3 separate regions of the Mus musculus genome follow, and regions 2 and 3 are each linked to region 1. Evidence: chromatin contacts called from public ChIA-PET and HiChIP or PLAC-seq data. All regions are on one chromosome and are shown on one strand. The core of a region is the stretch at or near the end of the contact, and the rest is flanking DNA. Distances in the headings are between cores, read along the strand shown. Region 1 overlaps Frmd4b (FERM domain containing 4B). Region 2 overlaps Frmd4b (FERM domain containing 4B). Region 3 overlaps Frmd4b (FERM domain containing 4B).

The links. ChIA-PET counts read pairs in DNA pulled down with a chosen protein or histone mark. HiChIP or PLAC-seq counts read pairs in DNA pulled down with a chosen protein or histone mark.
Region 2: an H3K27ac ChIA-PET map of liver shows a contact between it and region 1, with 6 times the contacts expected there. The contact joins two enhancer-like sites. A contact is called at or near these places in 3 of 15 datasets of contacts at CTCF or cohesin (CD8 T cells, the NIH/3T3 cell line and large pre-B cells), 54 of 484 Hi-C or Micro-C datasets (the AML12 cell line, B cells, CD8 T cells and 41 more), 14 of 115 datasets of contacts at active chromatin or transcription factors (the 230-238 cell line, CD8 T cells, the HPC-7 cell line and 11 more) and 4 of 9 other capture datasets (adipose tissue, embryonic stem cells, liver and 1 more).
Region 3: a contact with region 1 is called in an HNF4G HiChIP or PLAC-seq map of pancreatic cancer cells. The contact joins two enhancer-like sites. A contact is called at or near these places in 4 of 15 datasets of contacts at CTCF or cohesin (CD8 T cells, embryonic stem cells, liver and 1 more), 19 of 484 Hi-C or Micro-C datasets (the HL-1 cell line, Sertoli cells, Th1 cells and 11 more), 19 of 115 datasets of contacts at active chromatin or transcription factors (CD8 T cells, the SCID.adh cell line, T-cell acute lymphoblastic leukemia and 13 more) and 4 of 9 other capture datasets (adipose tissue, embryonic stem cells, liver and 1 more).

What each region holds. Positions count from the first base shown.
Region 1 is chr6:97,408,669-97,413,381 of GRCm38.p6, forward strand. Frmd4b (FERM domain containing 4B) reads right to left here. Exons shown (of 23, transcript NM_001346637.1): 4 at 3,820-3,912. Among named protein-coding and RNA genes, the nearest start is that of Frmd4b, 77 kb to the right of the region's middle. Within about 2 kb of position 1,998, at least 61 of the 459 cell types and tissues checked have an H3K27ac peak or open chromatin away from gene starts, as enhancers often do. A contact at or near this core is called in astrocytes, liver, muscle stem cells and 2 more, where this site is marked.
Region 2 is chr6:97,289,471-97,294,183 of GRCm38.p6, forward strand. It overlaps Frmd4b (FERM domain containing 4B), which reads right to left. Exons shown (of 23, transcript NM_001346637.1): 22 at 2,893-3,025. Among named protein-coding and RNA genes, the nearest start is that of Gm32191, 39 kb to the left of the region's middle. Within about 2 kb of position 2,286, at least 34 of the 459 cell types and tissues checked have an H3K27ac peak or open chromatin away from gene starts, as enhancers often do. A contact at or near this core is called in astrocytes, liver, muscle stem cells and 1 more, where this site is marked.
Region 3 is chr6:97,313,822-97,318,534 of GRCm38.p6, forward strand. All of the region lies in intron 11 of Frmd4b (FERM domain containing 4B), which reads right to left. Among named protein-coding and RNA genes, the nearest start is that of Gm32191, 63 kb to the left of the region's middle. Within about 2 kb of position 1,825, at least 28 of the 459 cell types and tissues checked have an H3K27ac peak or open chromatin away from gene starts, as enhancers often do. A contact at or near this core is called in pancreatic cancer cells, where this site is marked.

The DNA of each region.
Region 1 (4,713 bases), core at 748-3,247:
TGTGGCTGGCTTACATTTTCAAACATGCAGTCCATTATTATCATGGCAGGAAGCATGGCAAAATCCAGGCAGACATGGTGCTGGAGGAGCCTAGAGTTCTACATTTTCACTGAAAAAAAGCTAGGAGCAGACTGTCTCCCAGTTATCTAGGAGGAGAGTCTCAAAGCCGATGACCACAGTGATACACTTTCTCCAACATGGCTACACCTACTCCAACAAGGCTACACCTCCTAATAGTGCCACTCCCTGAGCCAAGTGTATTCAAATCACCACAGCCCTGTATGAAGGGCTTCTATGCTCTAATATGCCCTAGCACATTATACTGATGACCATGAATGAAAGACCCCTGTGTTCTGTATCCCAGTATGTTATTGATATTCCTGTGCTCTGTATTTCTAGCACATTACTAGATGTCCATGCGTTATGGCCCCCAGTGTTCTCCCAGCCTATCACCTGCTGTTCACTCATGAGGGACCCCTGGCAATTTAGATGCCTTTATAGTATTCAAAGATCAAAACAACCAAATACTATCTTTGGTTGCATTTATGTGTGTGTGTGTCTGTGTGTAATATTCCTGACCCCTGCACCCAGAGTTGCTCACTACCAAGTACTCTCACTAAGCAATCTATGCTGGCTGGCCCGCAAGCCTCAGGGATCCACCAGATTAACGTCACTGGGTCTGGAATTACAAGTAAGCCTAATATTAAAGTTTTCCTTCTTTCTTTCTTTCTTTCTTTCTTTCTTTTTTTTTTTTAGTTAAAAAAAATCTAAAAATTCTAGTTTGAGTTCCCTGGTTACATTTTCTAGTCAAAACAAGCAACCTGACAGGTTCTTTCTTCAGATGGAAATGTCACCAACAATTCTGTGTTCTCTAATTGTGGTGTGAGAACCTCCGACAAACAACTGTGACAAACAACTGTGACAAAAGCCATTCACTAGCTGTCCCTGGACTGTGAGCCTCCATTCTGTGACCTCAGTGAAGCCCATTCAGGATGCAGAGAGTTCTACCTTGTGGGCTTCAGCACGATCATTTCTTTAACAGGAGTAACAACTGCCTGCTTTGAAGAATAAAGGCTATGATGATGTCACTGTCTTGTTTGGAGGATGAGTTAAGTGAATCATTAAAGCCTTGATAAGGGTTTCAATTATGCTAGCAGAGAAGAGAAAGTTAACACCAAGCAGCTACAGGACATTTGAGATAACTGCTAAGTAGGGGCCAAAGTCCCAGGAACAAGCCACCGCCAAGTGCTGTGGAATTCCAGGAACCTGCTGCAAAAGATAGCAAGGCCTTGTGAGGGGCTGTCAGGAAGGGGAGGCAGGGTTTGCTCTCTGGAATTTTCAGGCACACGCTAGACCTCAGCAGCTGTCTGCAGAACAGGCACACAAATGTGGTCACTAAATAAATGGTATTTGTTAAGATTCTCCAAAGACACATTCCTTTGGCTGTACTGTGACACAGCAAAAACGTGGTGAGTGTCCACAAAGATTAGTGTGGAAGGATGTTGACTGTGTCCAGAGTTTAGCATAGCCAGGGGCAGCCCATGTGTTTGCAGGAGGCTGGCCAGCTGAAGTATGCACAAGCAAAGAAACAGATATTCTCCCCATCCTTCGTAAGATACAAACAGTAAGTCAGTAAAAAACCCACCCAGTTATCCCACAAGGTGGGAAAGGAGAGGTGAAGGAACTTCCTGTGGAAAGGAACTTCTCATTCATTCTGTGTTTTCAGAGTTGGAAATACTCACAGGGTTAACTTCATTCCTTATAGGTACCTCATTCACACCAACTTTCCCTTCAGTTTCTGACTAGCCCTAGCCTAGACCTAGCCCTAGCCCTAGCCTAGCCCTAGCCCTAGCCTAGCCCTATCCCTATCCCTAGCCTAGCCCTAGCCCTAGCCTAGCCCTAGCCCTAGCCTAGCCCTATCCCTATCCCTATCCTAGCCCTAGCCTAGCCCTAGCCCTAGCCTAGCCCTATCCCTATCCCTAGCCTAGCCCTAGCCCTAGCCCTAGCCTAGCCCTAGCCCTAGCCCTAGCCCTAGCCCTAGCCCTAGCCTAGCCTAGCCCTAGCCCTAGCCTAGCCCTAGCCCTAGCCTTAACCCTAACCCTAACCCTAACCCTAACCCTAACCCTAGAGTTAGGGTAAGGGCATTGTTCTCCTTGCTTCTGGTGGGGCCCTCCTTCACTCACTTCTGGGCACATGTGCCTTACACCACACCCTTTCAGTACTACAGGTTTTCCTTAGGATCCTTGGACACCTTTCAGCTATGATTTAGACCTATATAAGTCACTTTGGGTACCCTCCTTCTTGAGCGTTAATAATAATGGAAACATTTGGATATTTGTAAACATTCACCATGACTTTCTTTGTCTGAACATTATAGGAAGGAGGAGGGAAAGAAGGGGGAGGGGAAGGAGGAGGAGGAGTAAGGAAAAGAAGGAAGAAAGAGGGAAAAGAGGAGGCGAAGGGAGGGAGTAGAGGGGTTGGGGTGGGGTTTCCAACATCATAGTATAAAATGAGATGTATTGTCATTAAAATTCCCCATGATCTTAGACTATGCTTCATGTTGAATTAGTTTTAAATGGTTTTACACTTATTTCTTCTGGGTGCGCATGTTTACGTGTATGGGTGCATGCCTGTGGAGGAGAGAGGACAACTGTTGGAGTTTGTTTTCTTGTTTCACTGCTATACAGTGTGTGCGTGTGTGTGTGTGTGTCTGTATGTGTGTGTGTGTGTGTGTGTGTGTGTGTGTGTGTGTGTGTGTAAACCCTGCACCCAGAGTCCCTCACTACTAAGGGCTCTCACTAAGCAGTCTATGCTGGCTGGCCAGCAAGCCTCAGGGATCCACCTGTTTTGACTTCACTGGGGCTGGGATTACAAGTGAGCCAGGGATCAAGTTCAGGCAGCCGGGCTTGGTTGCAAGAGCCTTTCCCGGTGAAGGCATCTGAATCAGCTTTATGAAAATAACTTTGGTTTATAAACAATCTACCAGCAATACAAAGTTGTGGTAAAACTGTCTATCGGGTTTAAAGTGGGGGCAGGCTATAAGAACGGGAACCGTGGTCTCCATTGGCAGTGTTTTGTATCTTAAGCTATGGAGAGGGCAAGAGGGTTGATTAGTCTTTAAATATTCTACTTCTCTTAGGTTGGTAATAATTAATGTTTATATACCTGCCTGGTGGGCCAGCTCTGAGAAAATCCCTGATTTAGTTAAAGGCATGGGTCTTAGGACTTTGCTGAGGGGCTTTCCCAAACAGAGCTCACAGGACATGGCACGGGTCAGTAGAGTTCTCCTTGTCCATCTCCGCAGGAGACGATTTGGATCTTTGAGCGGTTGGGATAATTCTTTCCTTGTGCAGTTGTTTTGCATTGTATCTTCGATTTCAATTAAGACATGGAATTACATGAAACTTAGTTGTTTCAACATCCCCAGCACGCATTATTCCCAGCATTAAGTAGAATGGTAAGTGTTTGCCAGATTTCAGATTTGAAGAATCCTAATAGCTTATTGAATTAGGAAAAAACAAAACACAACAAAAGACCCCAGGCTTAACATTAAAATAAATCTCTCAGGTTCCTCAGCCTTCCATTTACTCTAAGAGTCTTTGAGGAATAAAGCTGGATGCTTCTCTCCTTTATCTTCAAAGAAAACAACTCTACATAATCTTTATGGTAACCTAAACCAAGACAGTAGGCAATCTCTTTCTCATGGTAATGTTCTCATAGGGTCTTTTCTCTTCTTACTCACTATCTCTGATTTCTAGACACCTTGAGAAATAAAAATAAGCAAGAAAGGCGGCGAAGGCTGGATGCACTCACGCGTACCTGACAGCGAAGTGCAGAAGAGTTGGGCCGGGCTTCTTAGGTAAATCATGTTCCAGAACTCTGTGGTCCAGCTGCAACCAGTTCTCTTGACCCCTGCGAGAACAAAGCAAAGGACGAGGATGACACAGAAAGTTCAGCAACACACGGTGCTGGCACAGCTGCCTGGAAACACTCACACTCTCACACCAGGCACGGAAGACAACGGGCCGTGAGGCCACTTCAGCAATGTCTGTCACGCCTACTGTACCCGTCTACTTGTGAGCTAGAATTTCCAACCGGAGAAGCTTGTCAAGAGGAACTTGCACATTACAAAAAAAAAAATGACCCATATATAAAAATCACTCACTTTGATAGTCAAAACTCTTGAAATAATCCAAATACTTAGAGGGTATTGTTAAAATAATTACCTAAATCTGCACAGAGAAAGGCAATGCGGTCCTAAAAAAAGCTTGCAAAGTTGCTTGGAACAATTTTCGAGATACAAATCTTAAATTAAAGAGAAAAAAAAAAAAGAGCAAGATTCCCTGGGCCTAGTGATGCACACCTTTAATCCCAGCATGGGGAGCGGGTAGGCAGAAGCAAGTGGATCTCTGGGAGTTTGAGGCTAGCATTATCTATACGAGTCTGGGCCAGCTACTACTCAGTGAGACCTCATCTCAAATAAAATTAATTAACAAATAAACACTTAAAATTTTAATAAAAAAACAACAGTAAGTACAATATATTACCTATACCGCCTTTTGTTTATGGAAACAAAGGCTTGCTATACCAGGTTTACTCTACCATGTCCAGCTTGCCCAGTTTTTAACCAATGGAAATCCATATATATTGCATGCACATATTTATAAAAGCTGAGAGAATAGATAAGAGATGGAAAATGCTTCGGGAGGTTAA
Region 2 (4,713 bases), core at 1,036-3,535, 120 kb before region 1:
TCAGATTTCACAACCTCACACAGCAGCCAGGGCAGGTGAAAGTCCTGCTGTAGAGAAAGAAGCGATGGGCAGAGTACTTACTACGGCTGGCTACACTGAGCAAGGCCGAGCTTAATACTGATCTCACTTCTGGAGACACAGCCATCCTCTGCGACAGAGGGCCTCGGTTGTGAGTGTGCCTAGTGATGGGGGACGTTAGATAGGAACAGGAAAGGGAGAGGAAGACAGGAAGTGAAAGAAAACAAGTTCGTCTGGAAACTGTAGCAGTTGAGCAGAGATTCGTCTGCTTCTGGGAGTTCACTGATACCAACTTTACCAAACCATACTGGGGAAAAATTGCCAATAAAAACTCCTAGCTTTCTGTAAATAACCGAGCTTATTTAAAAAAAAAAAAAAAACAACAAGAACAACCCATTCATATGTTGCTGAGCATTTTAAGACAATTGTGTGGACAATCTAGAGTTACTCTTGTACGTTATGAAATTTATTTTGTCTCTCCCCGTTATCAGCATAACGAATATGTTAATTGTAAAAGATGGTGTTCATTACAAGATTTTCACAAGATGTATTCTGTCTCTGATTTAGAAATCATGCCTTTTGCTATGGTTATTGAGACAGGGTTTCACTGATTTTAATCTTATTATGTAGCTTAGGTTGACCACAAATTTGCAGCAATCCTCCTGCCTTAGCTTCTCAAGAGCATGAACCACCACAGCAGCTTTAAAAACATGTTTACATTTAAAAATGCATCATGTAGTCTTAAGGCAAATTTATGAAACTTTATGAATGGTTATTGTTGTGTTTGGTTTATTAAATTGAATTAAATTAAAAAATCAGATTGTATCATAGTTTTGTTTTTTTTTAAATCCTACATAGGGCAGGTTGAAATATGTGCTTCTATTATTTCTGTGCCATAAATGTTGTCATTCATCTGAAAAGCAGGAACTTACAAAACACACTTTTAGCTAGGCGGTGGGCTTGCTTTTAATCCCAGCACTCAGGAGACAGAGACAGGTGGATCTCTGAATTCAAGACCAGCCTGGTCTACAAATTAAGTTTCAGGGCAGCCAGGGCTACACAGAGAAACCACGTCTTGAAAAAAAAATCCAAACCACCCAAAAAAGTTTAACTACATAGGAATGTATTTATATGATATCAAAATTTTGAGAATGAGATGTATAATTTTATACATAATATAAGATGCAAAACTGTATTTACTATATCATTATGATCATGTTAGAATGGACAGAGAGAAATGGAGAAATGTGTCAAATGTTAGTATTCCTGTCTCTGGTTGGTGAGATTACAGCTCCATTGTTATCTTTCTAGTTCTTTATTATTTCCCTTATGTTCTCCACAATGAGGGCCTGTGAGTGTGAACACCCACCCACACCACAATGGAGCTTTAAATAGCTTCCAATTTCCTGCACACTATGTCCCCTTTGACACAGCTCCTCTATTCAGTCATCTTGGTCTTACTGAAATACATAAGCAGACTTGGTAAAAAAAAAAAAAGTTTTCTTCTCAGAATGTTTAGCAGTTCCTGGATTCAATGAACGCAGTGTTAAAAGATATCGGAACCACTTGTGCACTGACTCTGCAGAACGGAGGGAAACATTGTCCAATTACGGAAAATATCTGCAAATATATTAGCTGTGTTGAAAGGGTTCAGATCAGACTTGGGGCCATGAATTTTGGATCCTGCTGCAAACTCATTTTTAAGCATTATTTATACAAGTCCCAGCCCGCTGACGCCCTGTGAAGTACAGTTTCACCAAAAGTCTATTTTGAGCACACCCTTTGTTGGGTTGAGACAATTGGCTTAATATTTCAAGCCAAGAAAAACGCCATGGAATGTGGGGAAGAAAAACAAGGACGGGAGGAGTGAATACTTCCAATTAGCTCGGAACACCAGCTGCCTCCGTGGGGTGCTGCCGACCTGCCCAGTTCAATAGCACAGACACTGTACAGACTGCAGTCTCTACAGCAAGAGCAAGTTTTTAAAAACCCAGAAAATGCGTGTCTTCACAGCACTCTGGGTGAGGGCGGCAGAGATAAGAGGAAGGAGTGAAGCTAACTTCTCCTCCTCCGAAGAGTTCCTTTTAACAGGCCCGAGATGATACGACGACCATTTGCTCCATCCACCTGCCTAGCATCTATGCCAGGGGAGTCACGTGCTCATCGGAAGAAGTCACGTTTCTTTAAAGTCGCACTGTCAAGCACTGTGCCCGTGTGTTCCCTTCGCTGTTTACAAGGAGCTACATCAGAAGACAAACAGGACAGCTGGCTGTGTCCACCGTGTCTTAGTGATCACAAAACACAGCAAGTGGCGAAATCCAACTCAACAACTGTTAGCTGGACTTTGATACAAAGAGCTTGACTGGAGGACAGAGATTGGTTTTGTGTGTGTGTGTGTGTGTGTGTGTGTGTAGGTTTTCTCTTTCCCAGAAAAGACTTAAATGGACATTATCCACAATACAGTTTTAAGCACACCCTTAAAATAGACCAGAAGGAGCAGCCCGGCTTTGAGACTATGACTTTAAAGTGTACAGCTGTAAGAGATAGAGCTGAATTTGGGTGAGCTACATGGAGCTCAGGAAACTTTAGAAGTCAAAAGTATTTTTGGCTTTGCTAGCCATGTCTTATTTGTCACAGCCATTTATCTTTGTCCTCAGAGTGTGAACACACACACACAGCTTACAGGTAGAGTAATGAGCATAGCCACTTTCCAGTGTAACACTATTTACTGAATATGGTGGTAGTTGGGTTGGGCCTGTAGGCTCTTGTTTACCAAATCCCACTTTATGCCTCTTCACCACCAGGCTGCAGTGTAGGAGCCACACGTCCTTCAAAGAGGACCAGGCTCCGAGAACCTGGCCAACACTTTCTCACCTGCTCGGAGAGGACAAGGGATTGTAGATGCTGCCATAGTAGCTGGTGTAGGGAGAATGCACTGGATTTTCATATTCAGATAGCCCAATGGTTAACTGGGTCCTCCAGTTCCCAGAAGCATTTGTGGAAGACACTAGAAATGAGAACAGAAAGAGAGAGAACGTTAGTTGAACTATTCCAAGCTAAATCTGTTCAGGTTGCTTCACACTCCGGTATGTGCAGAGCAGAGAGATGGAAGCCTGGGTTTAGTTTTGTGTTTGCCACTGCTGAGGGGGTGGGTCCAGGCCTTGCCTCTGTTCTACCTCTGAGAACGAGAAACCCCTATCTGAGCCAGAATTGATAATCAGTTCAATTTTCTGGGTTAATAGCCGGCTGAGTGACTTGGGCAAATAGCTCCTCCTTTTGAAGCTTCAGTTTTCTTATTGTGGAGAGGGTAAGTACATTTTCTGTGGTGACAGCACCAGGACTGAAGGTTATGATGAACATAGTTAGCCTAGTGCAGAATAAAGGCTCGCAACATGGTAAGTATTACTATTAACAGGAGTTAGTCCAAAGGGAAGACAGAATTATTTTCAAGAACACCCGTTTTGAAGTAGCCCAGAAGGAAAAGGGAGTGGATTCTCAAAGGGAGAGAACCTTGCCACCTGGGCTTCAGATCCGACCAGATGGTACTTGAGAATCCGTCGAGAGGAATGTGGAGGAAAAGCCTTCAGCCAGGTCACTTGTCAAGACTTGACTGCTGAAGGCAACACTGGCCACTGGTAAGGCAGGGCGTTTTCTATTGTTGACTGAAAAGTGGAGGGTGAAGCTAGCAGGAGGTGGAAGAGGCTAGCTTTGCAGAAGGGTGGATCCAGGAGATGACAAGGGTACAATTTGGAAGCAGAGCCTGATTGAAGGAATGTTACTGGGTGTCACTGGTTATCACTGGGTTTCTGCTCTTCTCTTTGTGGAACCAGTCCTGCCCCATGCCTGGGCTGCACAGGTGACTCGGCAGCTCTGTGTGTGTCTAAGCCTCACAGACAGCCCTGCTCACTGTTCTTCCTGTTCCTCACGTTCTGTCCACTGACCTCTTTCCACACCCACAAGCCACTTGCATTTGCCACTGACAAACTTCACAATGCGTCTTTGGCCACAATGCCACTTGATTTACACTAACAGATGTAGGATGCTCACGGAGGGTTTCCAAGACTGAGCACCGAGGGAAGGGCTCTGAAGCCTGCGGGGGTCATACTGTTAGCCCTGGGATGGAAGCCCTACTTTGTCACCTGCCAGCCTACGGGACTGGCAGTCATTCAAACTCTATCTAAACCAGAGAGAGTCACCTTAACTGTAAAATAAGAATCATAACACACAGCTCTCGCCCTACAGCCCTGCTGCTCCCATTAAAAGGGCACCCTGACACAGAGCTGCCAAGAAAAGGTGGCTATGATCACTCCTGAAACTGAGTCATGACGAAGCCTTCAGGTGGTGCAGAGTCTGACTAACCAGAAACAGGAAATGTAGCTCTCCGTGTGAATGATCGGAGCCTGTAGAAATACATCTCCAAAGCTATAAAGTAGGGGCAGGAACATTCCAGAAGGGATTTCCGGGAGCCTTGATTTCATCCACTTAATTCTTTCTAAAAGATGCTCTTAGCCAGGTGTGGTAGGGCAGGCATGGGAGAGGACTCATGAGTTTGAGGTCAACCCTGGATGCACTGTAAGATCCTATTTAAAAAACGTCAAGGGGGTGGGGGATGGGGTAAGGAGGAATGCTCTTGGTGGTGCAGTCAGCAGAACTGATACCAGGTCTGAACCAGGAAGCAGTAACTCCGTTTTCACC
Region 3 (4,713 bases), core at 575-3,074, 95 kb before region 1:
AAACAAAATTGCCCAACTTAAAATGCTAATCCTGAAGACTTTAAAGAAAGAGGAAGACAACGGACGGGATTCGTTTTCAATAGCGTTCAGAATATGGAAAGGACATGTTTTTCTAAAGCTGGCTGGAGTGAGTGTTCATTGTCAACGTGCTCTTAGTGGAAGCCATGCAGTGGAGAATCTGCTGTTTCCCTGATGCTGCTAGCTGTAAAAGGGAAAGAGCGGAAGTGTGAAAGGAAGACTGTCGACAAAGCCTCCCCAATGTCTCTCTATTCTGGACTCGTTTGCAATGATTACTTGTCTCTTTGGAATCAACAGAAGCAAGCAGATACAGGCGAGCGGGCGGTGTCTTGGGTTACTCTGATATCACAAAAGTAAAGGAATGGATAAAACATGGAAGGAGGGGGAGTCACGGAAGATATCTTCCAGAAATCACAACAGGAAGACATATCTCAAAGTCACTCATCCTCTGTCTTCAAACGAGGAAGAGTCCAGGATTTAAACGCCGAGGTAGGGGACCATGGTAGGTAGCGTCAAATACTGTTAGAAAATAAACTCGTGTGTAAAAATATCGTATGCACATGAAGTCTTCTTCCTGTTCAGACACAAAGGCATCTGAAGACTTTAGGGAAAAAAATATTTGCTACATTATGACACATCATTCAAAGAAAGGAGTGTCTTAAATATTTAAGGCATTTTGTAGATATCAACCATTATTCTAGCCGAGGTCACCTCTGCCATATCTCCACCTGAACTTGGGGCTGGCAAGGTGAATCAGCATTGCCTGTTCTTCCAGAGGACCTGAGGAGTTCATTGCCGGCACCCAGAGGGCAGCTCACAGCTGTAACACTAGTTCCAGGTTGTTTGACCTCTTTTGACCTCCATAGGCACCAGGCACACATGTGGAACACAGACACGCATGCAAGCAAAAACTCACACACAAACATAAATAAATAAAACCTTAAAGCAAAACAAAACAGTCTGATAGTTTGAAGGGGTGGGAGCCCTGAGGGACTTTTAGAAAATAGGTCTGATGTATACCACACCAGGCTGGCCTTGAACGTAGAGATTTACCTGCCTCTACCACCAAGTGCTGGGATTAAACACATGCACTACTGAGCCTGTCTCAACTTTATATATATATATTGAGACAGGGTTTCTCTGTGTAGCCCTGGCTGCCCTGGAACTCACTTTGTAGACCAGGCTGGCCTCGAACTCAGAAATCCGCTGGCCTCGAACTCAGAAATCCGCCTGCCTCTGCCCCCCCCCCCCCCCGAGTGCTGGGATTATAGGCGTGCGCCACCACGCCCAGCTTCAACAGTATTTTTTAATACCTCCTATGGGCAATGTCCTGTGATTGTTGCTGAGCTGTGAGCAGGTCCCATCCCTCATGGCATGCACACACAGGACTGCCCTGAGGGTCTGGGCTTACAATCGAATCCACTACTCAAGAGCTGTGCTTAGCTTTCCTAAGCCTCAGTTTCCTCTTTTGTTAAACGGCCCAATGATGCCTGCCTCCAAAGGTTCTCCAAATACAAGTTTATGTTTGTAGGGTACTTGGCCCAGAGCCTGGCTCAACATATCCATCAGTGAGTGGTTGAGCTAATGTGTTGTGAAGGAAGGGCTTGCTGAACACTTAGCTAATTGTTACTAAATGGGCAGCAGCCACTTAAGAGCAGAAACAAAGCTAGCCGTAGCTATCTGCCTCCACATCTTCTTTCCACGGAGGAAACAGCTCAGTTATTCTGTTGACATAGCTGTGTCATCCACCAGGCCTCCAGTTCTCAATTTCTATGACCACACTGGACTAGGAGCATGGATCTCTTGGGTGGTTTCCTGGTGCATCCTGGGCAGGGAGTGTGGGTCTCATGGGTGGTTTCCTGACATAGCCTATAGGGAGGAAATCGGTTCCTCTGTTCCATACCTGGCAGTCACAGAGGAATAGAAAAACAGAAGGGTGGGGCATCAGCCTGTCCCACAGATAGACTGGGCAACAAGCTCCCTTCTGTCTGGAGTAGCCAGGAAAAAAAATGATGTGCCCTGACAAGCAGAGGAATGTTGGAGAACCTGCTGCATAGGGCAAGGGGTTTGCTGGAGGATCATAAGACCCCCTCCCCCCTCATAGGGAGCACTTTGGACAGAAAGGACCCAGTTCTCTTTTACATCATGACAAACTGCAACTACATATCACCCAGGTCTGAGAGTAAGGTGGGATAGGAAAAGATAGCACAAGGAGTTGGGACTTTTCATTGGCTCCTGTATTATAGGTTAATCATTTAACTACAAATTCAAATGGAAATGACTAAATTCAGGATAATCACAACTAAGGTACATCAAACAATGAGTCACTCGGGGAGGGTGATTCCCCCATATCCCATGATGTGAAGCAAAGCAAACCAGGCAGCACTAACCTATTCTGAGGGTTATATCTGATGAATAAAGATATTGCTAATGCCTTCTGGGGTACCAAAAACCATGTGCACTGACCCTTCCCCACAACCAGACATGGAAGCACCGTCTTAAGCTAAATCCCGTCCAGGAGAAAACAAAGGCTCACAGAAGGGAAGGGCCACTGACAAGACACCCAGGCAGCAGGGATGGATCTGGGATTCACCTGCAACCATAGTCAGGATCCAAAATGCCAGCATAGCATCATAGCACATCACTTCTTCTTCTTCTTCTTCTTCTTCTTTTTTTGGTCAGGGGGGAATCTATAGTGACATTTGTTGTATTTTTAACAGGAAGAGGAGGAGGAGAAGGAAGAGGAGTAAGAGGAGGAGGAGGAGAAAAGGAAGGGAAAGAGTAATATTCATGTATACTTCAGATTAAAAAGAACAGAGAAGGCAATTATGGCAGCCATTTTGTGGAATAGGACCAAGTCCCTTGAAATGGGGCTTGATTTCACAGCCAAGGCTAGTCTTAGACCCATGTTGATCCTCCTGCCTCAGCTTCCCAAGCACTGGGATTACATATGTGCCCTGTGACCTGCATATCCCTCAACAATTACTAGTGGTTTGCAGCTCAGGGCAACTGAACTATTCCCCACCTCACCCCACTTCCAGGCTATCTGGTGGTGGGAGGGGACTTGGCTGGTGATCACATGGGAAGAGAGGATGCTGCCAGGACAAAGTGCAGACACTGTGCCCTGTACTTCTATGCTCAGGAGAGTTCCATACTTCAAAAAAGCTAGTGATCCAGCTGGGGCTGAGAAACGCTGAGTTAGGGGGCAATATTTTGTGTTCTTTCTGGGTTTTGAGAGGTAGGATATGTAAATGAAGATGCTTTTGCTCCATAATAGTAAGTATCAGAATTCCGATTCTTTCACATAGATAATACTTTTTAGAATCAACATGGTTGCTCAGGTACTTTTCTAGATACAAACGTTACCTGTTACCTGCTAGAGAGACTTAACTATCCCAGACTAAAGCGGTCCTGTGTACTCAACAGTATCAGTTGTGGTAAAAATACTTTTATAAGAGATCCCAACAGAACATTCTCAGAGTCTGAAAACTATTCTTCTTCAGGTGTGATGTCATAGCCATATGTATGTAAAAATGTCACACCTCACATGTAATCAGTTAAATATGTTGGCTATTTTGCAAATAGGTTTAGATGGGTTAGGATAGGTTCTGGGTATTTAAAAAATGTGTCATGTAAAAACTGGATATCTAAAATGACATCATCTCACCAAAGTTTCTTCTGTGGCCATGTCTCCACCCAGGGCTGAGGGGTTGGCCTCTTTCCTGTTACAACTTGCATGGGGGCACATGGGCATGCATGTCAGACAACCAGGCCTGGCATGGTGCTGTTCCCAGGTGTCGCCGCAGATGACCAGGTACTCTCTGACTCTGTTTATGGTTTATGTCTCTGTGTTTGTGACTGTCTCTCTCTCCCTGTCCCCACACCCAGCCCCCAGAACTCACTGTTTCTCAGTCTGACTTCAAATTTGCGCTAAATGTAAAGATGGCTTTGAATTTCTGATTTTCATACCTCTATTTCCTGAACACTGGGACCAAAGGTACACTCTACCGTGCTTGGTTTATATGGTGTTGGGAATCAAACTTTAGACCTCATACGTGTTAGATAAGCACCCTGCCAGCTTTAGGCAAACACCTGAGCTACAAACTCCAACTCTACATGTCATTTTTCTTTGTGTGTGTGACAATGCTACCATTGGTTAAGTCCTAGGTATAGCAAGTAAGAGGGTGGCCATGGGTATGAGATGGTGCCCTCTGTGCAGAGCTATTTCCTCTTCTGCAGAGAGCACCTGCCATTCCTATGTAAGAAATCCTCTCATTCTTGAAGATGTGGTCAGTGGTCTCCTTTGAACATTCACCCTACCTCCTTCCTGTGAGCGAAGAACAAACCACTCTGTTCTTTGTGAGCGTCTCATCATTCAGGTCTTAGCTTAAATGTCACTTCCCTGAACACACCAAATGTCCCTCCCCACCCATGCCCGATCTTCCATCTCAACAGAATTGTACCAGAGGCAATTCAGAGTTTACAGTGATATGATTTCCTTGTTTTCACCAACCATCTCTCTAGAATATTTTCAGAGAAACAGATAAGTTAGCAGCCACAATTACTTCCTCCACAGTATATTTTTTTTTGCATTTCTTTTTGGTAACAAAACAACTTGAGTTAGAGCTTTGGCCACAGCCTGCCAGCATGAAGACAGTGCTTCCCAGCCTTCCTTGCAATGAGACGGGGACTTCC